Regions from separate parts of the Mus musculus genome. Here region 2 is linked to region 1. A link is a contact called in public Hi-C data. All regions are on one chromosome and are shown on one strand. The core of a region is the stretch at or near the end of the contact, and the rest is flanking DNA. Distances in the headings are between cores, read along the strand shown.

Region 1 (5,212 bases), core at 1,225-3,724:
CAGACTTCCAAAAGCACATGGCCAAGAATCCCCATGGCAGTTAACCACAACAATAAAATAAAGTGTAGAGTGTCCCCGTTAAACTAGAGAAAGAATCCTCAAATGACCAGTGGTCCCACTCATTTCACTGTGATTCACTCTCCTGGTGACTGACTCTCCCTGACAGCTGGGGGGAGGGGCACATAAAAGTGTTATGTAATGTCTTTCCTTTAAGACTGTATGTCTAAAATAAAACAGGCTTGCTTGTGTATTGCATGTGTGACATTTCTATAGACTGATTCCAGTCGTCTGATTAATCAAGGAAAAAAAAGTGGGGGGGAATGTGACTGCTCTATTGCTTAGATCTACTCCAAAACATTCCACTCTGATTGTCCCTTTTCCTTTAGATCAACGGTAGAAAACAAGAATATTGAGTAAGGACAACTGCTAGGCCCATATCAGGGCACAATACCTCACACCCTCACACAAGTTCTAAGCTATTAGTTTGTCAAAAACATTCATTGATTAATAATAATAAAACACAAACATGGGACATGGTGACTCAAATAAATAGAAAGCAATGCACTGTTCCATGATTTGGGTAGATGAATTAAATTCATGTGCCATGAGCATTCAATTCTTTCCCAACACGTTCACACTGGATTTAATGAATGGCATGTGAGCCTGCCCAGTCCTACCTTTATCCTTCCCAGGCTAGAGAACTTCTCCTTGTCTTCCATTACGGCCTTCAGGACAGGCTGGGACATTCTGTTCTTCTTCTTTGAGCTGGTGGGACTGTCAAAATCAAAGCCGCTGACCACTGCCCTTCTGTAAGACGTGGACCTCAAGCCTCGCCGAAGGGAGCCGGGACTGTCCATGTCGTTGTCGACTTCGCCTTCCTCCCCTTCGTGGCCCAAGGGTGCTCCCAGTCCCTCCACCATGCTGCGCACCTTGAGAAGCCTCCTATGGGACTCCACGTTCTGACTATTGGATTTACTCAGTTTAATTTCAGAGGCAAGGCTTTTTGGGATAATCTGCTGCTTTCCCATCTTGAGGGCCGCCGGGCTGTTGGTACTCAAAACCACGGAAGGGTTTGGGAGCTCATTCCCTTGGGAGGGCAGCCTTTGGAGTGGCAGTTTTTGTTCTGAAGACTTGTGTGGGAGAGCAGGAGAGAGTCTCGAGGGGGCCAGCTCCAAGTCCCCAGCTGGCTGACCAGTTTGTGATACTGGGCCAGATGAGTCGGTTTTATGGGCAAGGCCATTGGCAATGGGCGAAGATACCTTACTGGCAGTCACCCCGGTGCAGTCCTCATCGGTGGCGCAAGAGGCCGGGGTGTCCGGAGTCCGGGAGGCGCGCGACAACAGCGCCGCGGGCGAGGCCACGGTGCCATTAGAAGTGGACTTCGGGGAGCCGCCCGACGCCGCGTAAGAAACCAGGGGTGACTTGGGCCGTCGGAGTCGAGGAGAAGCAGCTCTGTAGTCCGGGGACACCGTGCGACCATTGGTCACCGGCCTCCGATGCGCGCTCAGAAGCTGGGGGCTCCTGGACACCGTCCTGTCGTCCGGGTCGGCGGGTACGCGGACCGGAGTCTGCGGCGTGGGAAGGGCAGCCAGCTCCTCCACAGGGAAGTCGGTGATCAGCAGCCCGCTGGGGCTCTGGTACGACTGTGGCCGCGGCTTGCTCCGGCTGAGCAACTGGAGCGGAGGGGTGGACCGTCTCCGCCACAAAGGGGTGACGCCGTTGCTGGAAAAATCCACCTCGCTTTCGCCGTCCATAGCGGGGCCTTTGAGCCAGCCCCGAGAGGAGGAAAGCTGCTCAGGTTGCCTAAGAGAAAGGAACTTTGCCTCCGGACAACTAGTCTTGTCTGGGAGCCTAACCGGGTTCCAGCCCGGCGGTCACACGGGTGTCGCGCGGGACTCGGCAGCGCCGCACTTACCCGCCCTTTCTCGGGCACAGCGTCTCCCGCCAAGCTTCCCGACCGAGGACTGAGATCCGAGCCGCAGTTGATCAGATGAATCCCGTCTCCTCTGCGTCCTTCCCGCCCCCCAAGCCCGCCGGCACCTAGAGAGCTCGCCGCCACCGCAGGACCCTTGGAAAGAGTTCAGCTGGCTGGGACAGCTCGCCGTGGGACGCTCCCCCGCGTCTCCATCTAGCCGCCCGCCCCGCGCCAGTCCACCCGGTCCCCGGTATGCGGTCTCCAGCGCGCTCACCCTTCCGGGGCACAGACCAAGGAGTACTCCCTGTCCCCGAGGGTGGCCTGGGTCCTTACTAAAGCGCGGAGACAACCGCTCAGCCTGGGACAGCAGAGGCCCGCGGCGCCGGCCCCGCCCCCGCGCTACGCCCCGCCCCAGCACGCCGGGGAAGCTCGCACCGAGGCGCCCAGGAGTTCCCGCCCCTGCCTTCCCGGAGTGCGCTCAGTGATTGTAAACGGGACGCGCACACCTGAGCTGCCTGTCCAGACCCTGAGTGCAAGAATGCAGGAGCGCGGGCGGCCGCCCTACGGGCCAGCTGGAGGGCGCGGTCGCAGATCTGAACACTGCGTGGGAATGGTCGTGAGAGCAGAGAAAGGGCTTCTTGATCATCCCTAGACCTGGAGGGGAAGGTTGGAAGGGTGAAACACTTCGGAGCTTGGTGCTGCTGCGACACTTCACTGGGCCACTTGTGGGCGTCAAACTGAACCTCACTCCGGGCTCTCACTCATCTGCTTGCAATAATGTGTGGACTACAGACAGATTTGCTTGTATGCACTCAGAGGAGACTGAGAGGCCAGGTGGACTATGACTCTACATGTCCTAATGTCCTAATCTTTGTGCCCTGTATGTTTGAAAGTCACACAGTAAAAGTAAACAAAATACAAAATATTTATTAGTGTGTAGTTGTGTACAATATAAATTGAAAATCTGTATGTAGAATAAAATATCGAACAAGAAGTAAATTCCAAATCCTTATTAGAGATTAAGAGGCTGGGCCTACCCCTTCAATCTAGTCTTTTTTCACTAGCTTTATCTAGTCAAGCCAAGTCCACAGTCTTAGAGCCTTCAAGTTTATTTCTTGGCCTTCTGGTTTGTCACTTCATTGGAATTACCCCCGATTTCCCCAACCACCTGATCTCTTTCTTTTTCACATTAACCGAAATTTGTAAATCTGAATGCTTAGTTATATGTCTGTGTATTAGTGCTTAATCTATTCTGCCTTTGCATTGTAGTTTTGAAGAGGGCAGGGGTTATATTTGTGACTCATGCACACAGTAAGTGATAAATATCTGTGGAGTTTGGAAGTAGATGAATAAGAGAAATGAACTGGGCCAGTGATATCTTTTAGATGTTGGTTGCCAAGTTGGCTATGTCTTGGTGAAATTCCAGGTATGTACGACCTGAGAAGACATGATTTTGGTTGATGAGATCTGTAGAATTGGTTGTTAGCAAGACACAGGGCAGGCTCCAAGTGTTCAAAGTTCATGTGAGTGCCCACTGTTTAAAGCCATGCTTCTTTCTGCTTTGGGTGGCAAAAGGAAGGGTGGTTCTTTATGTTTTTCTATAATTACCAAAGTGACACAGTGAAGGTCTTTGATCTCAGAAACTTTTTTGAACTCGAACAAATGGAATCAAAATGTATATCGAAATCATTTTTGAGAAGATTTACTAACAATTTCATACGGAAATAAGTGGATTCTATGTTCATCTATGGAGCCTTGCTGTAGGGGATTTTCATATCAATAATATTAGTTTTATATAATAAATTTAACTTCAGAAAGTTGTGGAGATTTATAAGTGGCAGGTTTAACGTGGATCAGAGTGCAGTCTGTGATCAAAGTTTAAAGACTTCGAGAATGGCCTGAGAAGTTAATGTCCCTGTAGGTCACATGGGTTCTTGAGCTGTGGTGACTTGTGATGAAGAAGTCACAGTCTGCTCACCTCCGTCCTGAGCAACAGCCTACTCCCCAAACAGCATCGAAACAACAAACTAAGGAAAATTGGCAAGCACACAGACTGTGTATTTTAGCCTCCATTTAATCTATTATATATTTTCAAATCTAAGGCGTAGTCAGTTGGTTGCTGTGCTGGCTAGTCTTATATCATCTTTAATATACAACCTAGAGTTATCTGAATGGAGAGAACCTTAATTGAGAAAAGGCCTCTGTAAGGTCCAGCAGAAAGGCATTTTCTTCATGATTGATGGGGGAAGGCCCAGCCCATTGTGGGCAATGCCATCCTGGAACTGGTGGTTCTGGGAAGCAGCACCCCTCCGCAGCCTCTGCATCTGCATCAGCTCCTGACTCCAGGACACTGCCCTGTTTGAGTTGTTGTCCTGGCTTCCCTTGGTGATGAACAGTGACATGGAAGTATAAGCCAAATAAACCTTTTCCTCCCCAACTAGCTTTTTTGGCATAGGATTTTGTCACAGTAATAGAAACCGTAACTACAATATATGAATTGCAAAGCTAGTTAATTAAAATATGACACAATGCAGCATCATAAGGAATTCTTTATACTTACTGAAAAGATATTTTTTAGATTAGCTTAGTCAAAATTTTTTCTTTTGTGCACATATACAAAGTGTAAAATATAAGCAGAGTGAATTGGTTGAGGTTTATACTATTGCTTTAGAATACTTTTGTTTTCACACAGCTACTAATATGCATGGTTTTCCCCTAAAAAAGAGCACCAATAGTACAATATTTCTCCTTTTTTTTTTTTTTACATTTTCTAGTTCAGTGGATTTATTTAACACAAATCTAAAATTTTACTATATTTTAGCTATACAGAATAGCCCATTTAATTCTATTTTGTAGAATTTATTTAAGTTATTTATTTCTTTTAATTTTATTTTGTTTATTTTCATTCCAGTCATTGCCACTCCCCCCACCTCTACCCCCACCCTCCCATCCCACCCCGCCTGCCCCAGTCTCTCCTCCTACAATTCCTGATCCCATTCCTCCTCCCCCTTGCCTCCAAGAGGGTGCTCCTCAGCCACCAGGCCTCCTGCTTCCCTGGGGCAAGTCTCTGGAGAATTAAGCATGTTTTCTCCCACAGAGGCCAGACCAGGCAGACCTATGCTGTCTCAATATGTGCCAGGGGCCTAGGACCAGCCCATGCAAGCTCTTGGTTGGTGGCTCAGTCTCCAGGAGCTCCCTGGGATCCTGGTTAGTTGAGACTGAGACTGCTGGTCTTCCTATGGGGTCTCCCTCCCCTTCAGCTTCTCCAATCCTTCCCCTAATTCAACCACAGGAGTC
Region 2 (5,212 bases), core at 1,376-3,875, 74 kb before region 1:
TGTATATGTGTAGTATAGTGTTATGTGACATAGGGTGTTATAGTCATGTACTAACAAATAAAAACTCTAGTGCCAGGTGTGAAAAATCTCCTCACTTTTGTAGTTGTTGGTTGGAGAATACATGACTCTGCCCCAAATGACATAAGTAAGAACCACTGTCTCTGGTTGCCTTCCACAACTTGTAGCAAGACCTTATGCTGAAGAACTCACATGCATTGGACACAGAACTTGGAAGACTCAAGCTATAACTGACATTAATAGGGACTATTTGAAAGTCCTCGGCAAGCTGCCAAGCAAAAGAAGGAGCAGTGGGTAGGCCCCTATGGTGGAACAGTGGCACTTATATCTTGGACTTGGACTTCAGGTCTGTTAAATAGCAGGTGATTCATACGTCGTGGTGTAAGTCTAGGTACTACCTGTGGCTGGAGAGGTCACATTGCTGAGAGGAAAATCTAACTACCAGTTTCCTAATCCAATATCGTTTCTTACTGTGTTCTAAATACTTATTTATACCTACAGATAAGTGTAGCTCTCATCCCTCATCTAAGCAGCTTCTTTTTACAATAGATAGAGACTATTACAGAAATCTAGAACTGGTCAAAATGAAGAGAGTAAGTGGTGATTTTTGGACACCTGACCCCAGCTAATACATCCAATAATGCAACTACTACACCCAAGGCTCAGGGACAGTTGAGGAAGAGGAGCCAGAAAGATCATAGATCTAAGGCCCAGGGTACCTGCTATTAAAAACTATCCCCTAGGGATGACAGGGAAAATGCACCCATAAAATCTCAACAACACGGCTTCCTGAACAAGGCCAGAATCCTAATAACACCAGATAACACACCAATGTGAATAGGAAAAGCCCATGGCCCCATTCCTATATGAGCTAAAGATGGCCAATGGCTGCTGAGAGACAGAAAATTAATTTCCTCCAATGATATACACCCACATAGGATGATGCCCAATCCCAAACGGTCAATCCCAGACACATGTAGTTGTTAGCAATGCTCAATAGAGATATGTATACTCATGTACATATGTGTAATCAATAAAGAGACCATAATGGTGCGGAACAGGGACAACATGATGAGTTTGGGGTCGGGGGAGACGTGGTTGGGGACTGAAATACAGTATTCACATACAAAGTTCCAAAAAAGAAAAGAAATCCGGTAATCAAACTGGCATAGCAGATGAGAGCCCTTGGAAAGACTTCACAGGAAGGCCAGCCATCTACAGAGGAGATTAAAACACAACACAAACCTAAGGCTTGCTTTTCAGAATATCCTACAGTGTCTAGCACAGGGCAGCAGGCTTTGGTGGGTGTCACGGAACAAAGGTTTTGTGAGTCCTGAGCAGGGTCAGTGTTTCATCTCCCAAGCCATCTCAGTTTTTGTAAGACAGTTACTATACACATTTTAGAGATAAGAAAACCGAGACTGTAGAGTGCAAGTAAAAAACTCTAAGCCCCTGAGCTTTAGTTTGAACCCTGAGCCAGAGGCCTTCAGCATCCACACAGTCTGTGGTCAAACCAGTAAATCTGCTGCCTCTGCCCTCCTGTGAAAGTTCAGCATGCCTACCTGACAGTCCTGGCCAGCCCTCAACACACACGTTCAGGAAGCAACAACGGCTGGGACTGAAAGAATTACTAGTGTCCACCGATAGCTGTTGACTAAGAGTGTGATGTAATCAAAGATTGCAAAGGCCTTCCCAGGAGACCTAAGCCATGGTACAGTCATATATGAAGACGGTACCATGCTAGGCTCGGCCTCCAGAAAAGGTCATGAGAGGGGTGTAGCTAACAATGGCAGCTGGTCCTGGACGAGAAAGCAGGAGTACCAGTCCACAGTGTCAGGCAGAATTACCCACACACCATCCCTGACCCTCCCTTACGTTGTCCCCTGAAGTCCTCCCCTTTGCCCAGCAACCCCCTGCTCATGGCTCAGATTACATTCTATATGCTACAGGGAGCCTTCCCCAACTCCACTGGGTTGGGTTATGCTCCTTGCTTTATGACTTTACTAGACAGTCTTAACTATTGTTCCTTCTTCCTACTGTAACCACAACTAAACACTTTATAATTTGTACTTGCACCTGTGTTACTTAAGTCAGGGAGGAGACGTTCTGCTATGCTCACTGTTATATACACAGGACCTGCCTATAGGCACTTGAACTTTGGAGACACTCGGTGTTTGACAAGTAAATAGGGAATAAATATAATTTATTGCTTCAGATTGAATATTTTTATAAAGTTGAAATTTTCTATTTACCAAGAATGTGCTAAGCAAAAATAGAAAGTTGTCTTTCTTGTTTTTCTCACTAGTAGATGAAGTTAGCACAGATTTATTGGCTGTGGGCAAAGTCGTGCTTTCAGAACTACCAAGATGTAGTTTTGGCCACAACTACAGATGCAAACTAGATTTAGGTCTCTCCATCCTTGAAGACACAGACTCCCAGAACAAGCTGTTGTGGTTGTGTCAAAGACACAGTGAAACCCACGACAGCCTGAGTTTCTTCAGTGACAGCTGTACTTTCTGAAAAACCTGCCCGACCAGCCCTTCCTTACCCAGTCTAGGAAGGGTGCCAGCGAGGCGGACCAGCCCAGCATTCGGCACTCCAGCTCTGCAAGAACAGCACAGAGAGCTCTGGCAATCATCAGCGCTGTCTTGTGTCCTTGGAATGGCATCCTTTAAAGGACTTTTCCTTCATTAACATCCATCTGCCTAAACCAAAGCCAGGCCACTCCTGGACTTCTTCACAGTACTGAGCAGACAATCTAAACTGCATGTCCCTGTTATCTGGACACAATGCTTCACCAAACAGGATCATAGTCAGTCAGGCTATAGAAGAAACAGATACCACATACCCAAGGTGCTGTTATATAATAAAATATACTCTCTAAATAGAAGTATTTCAAAATCTGTATGCTACTCAATACTTTAACTGTACCCTCAAGACACTCTGTACTCCATCAAAATAAATTTATATTCTGCTGTGGATAAGTGAGAAATATATGTATTAAATACTCTTGTGCATATATGCATATTTAACACACTGGATTGAGGTCAGCAAATACCTGGCAAGAACTGCCAACACCAACTCACAACAGCCATCACTAAGGGACTGAAGCACTCTCTCCAGGTCTATTGGAGAATTGGAGGTCTCCAGGCAGCCACTGTCAGTCAATCCAAATCAAAGACAAGATGAAGCTCATCATATCTATCACCAGATGTTGGCTGAGAAAATATGAGTTGGTTCTATAGAAACACAAGACTACCACACTTCCACCAGAAGACCTTACATTCTGATCTGGAAAAGGTCCAAAGAGGTTTTTCCTCACCAGACAGACAGACAGGCAGGCAGCACACACACACACACACACACACACACACACACACACACACACACACACACGCTCACTCTTCCCATGCCCCATGCTTGAGTGTCTATGTGTATGTGTGTTGTATGTGTGGGTATGTGTGTGTTTCTATCTTTTCACATTCTATTTTCACTTTTAATTTAGAATCTGGACTAATAAGAAAACAATAAAGTGGAAACTTAAAGTGGTTTAGAGTAAGAAGTACTTCTGAAAAGAAAAAAAAAGGTCCCTGTTCTACTAGCTTGCATTCGCATTTCATTTCACTTATTTTGTGCGTATAGACAGACATGTGTTGTATGTATATAGTATATATATATGTGTGAATGTACTCACGGAGGTCTACATTGGGCGTCTTTATCACTCTCCACTGTACTTTTGAGACAGTGTATCTCTTTGACTAGACTGGCTAACCAGAAAGTTTGAGGGACCCTCATTCTCTACCTCTCAGCTCTGATATTACAAGGGCATACTTCCATTCCCAACTATTTATGTAAGCGCTTGATATCTCAGGTCATCGTGTCTAAGGGCAGTGCCATTTCCAGATCTTCTTTCCCATTTTAATAGCTACTGCTTGCCCCTTTAAAATCTCCAGGGTAATTTTTTTCTAGAAATTCTTTTTGAAGGTTATTTTTATCTATGTGTATGCATGCAGGTATCCATGGAGTGGCAGAAGAAAATGTTGGATTCCCTGGATCTGGAGACACAGTGGTTGCAAGCTCCTTGATGTGGGTACTAGGAATCCATCTAGGGTCCCTTAAAAGAATGACAAGTGATTTTAACTACCACACGATCTGTCCAGCTGCCTAGCAGTTCTTATGATTTTAGTAAAACTTTTAAGATGGTCCTGAACATATATGAATACACCAGAGATCTATATTGGGTATCTGTATCATGTTCATATATCATGTAGCAGAAAAAACAAGCCAAAAGAGGTACTTCAAGAGCATTTTCCAGATGCAGATCAAAGGAAGGGCTTCTTACCCATTATACTGCACATCTCAAAGCTTAGGTTTAAACTCAGTCTGAACTCAGTTCGAAACTCCCCCTGTAAATCCTCACAATTGGGAAAGGAAGGATGAAGAAAGACTCTAAGACCCAGGTGTCCCAGGGAACTCCCACAGAAGTTAAAGCTTATGCTTACTTAGTTCATATGCTCAGGGATGACTTATCTTTCAGAAGGAATATATCCAAGACCATACCAATATAATGATATTTTAAAAGTCCTTGACACTTAATGACATCAAGTTTTACTTAAAAGTAAGAATTCAAAGTGTGAATGAGTAAGTGTGCATAAGAAGGCTGGTTCCCATGGTAACGTTGGTACGTACTTGCACCTCAGTCTATGCATTCATATTATAATTTCTTCTGGAAACCAGGATAAACTGTGAGAAGGGCACAAAGCACATGGCAACACCCTTATTAAAATGTCCTTAGGAGAGACTGAAGTCTGGGTGGCCCTGGGTTGTTAGGGAAGTTCTCAGCCTCTGGTTCAGCTCGTTCATATCCATCTAATGGAAAACCTTGCTCCCTGCAGTTATTTTTGACAATGAAGACTTAGACCAATCGTGCCTAGCTCAGACAAGCTCTAGGGCCTAAGGAGAACGAATGGCCAGAGAACATGCTATGTGACTTAGAGTAGGTATTTTATTCCTTTTTGTCCCTCTACCACTTTCCAAGTAGAGCAACAAAGCAATGACCTTTCAAGCATAGCAGAAGTGCTATAGTAAAATATGCAGGTCCTGAGGCTGGGGTATAAGGAGGAAGGCAGTGCTGAAGGGCTCTGTCTCTGTGGCCAGGCCAGTCTCCAAAGTCCTCATGGTCATCTCCCAACAC

Evidence for each region. Hi-C and Micro-C count contacts between places; a contact is called where the count stands out from the background.
Region 2: a Hi-C map of uterus shows a contact between it and region 1. The contact joins the enhancer-like site here to the promoter of Arhgef26 in region 1. A contact is called at or near these places in 8 of 484 Hi-C or Micro-C datasets (the HL-1 cell line, cerebral cortex, cortical neurons and 4 more), 2 of 115 datasets of contacts at active chromatin or transcription factors (both in embryonic stem cells) and 3 of 9 other capture datasets (adipose tissue, liver and pancreatic islet).

What each region holds. Positions count from the first base shown.
Region 1 is chr3:62,336,039-62,341,250 of GRCm38.p6, reverse strand. Arhgef26 (Rho guanine nucleotide exchange factor (GEF) 26) reads right to left here and starts at 2,474. Exons shown (of 14, transcript NM_001081295.1): 1 at 678-2,474. The coding sequence starts at 1,754. It overlaps Gm33923 (a long non-coding RNA gene), which reads left to right. Exons shown (of 3, transcript XR_375701.3): 3 at 1-233.
Region 2 is chr3:62,410,249-62,415,460 of GRCm38.p6, reverse strand. The region is part of intron 5 of Arhgef26 (Rho guanine nucleotide exchange factor (GEF) 26); the gene reads right to left. Among named protein-coding and RNA genes, the nearest start is that of Gm33923, 64 kb to the right of the region's middle. Within about 2 kb of position 2,625, at least 55 of the 459 cell types and tissues checked have an H3K27ac peak or open chromatin away from gene starts, as enhancers often do. A contact at or near this core is called in cerebral cortex, cortical neurons and uterus, where this site is marked.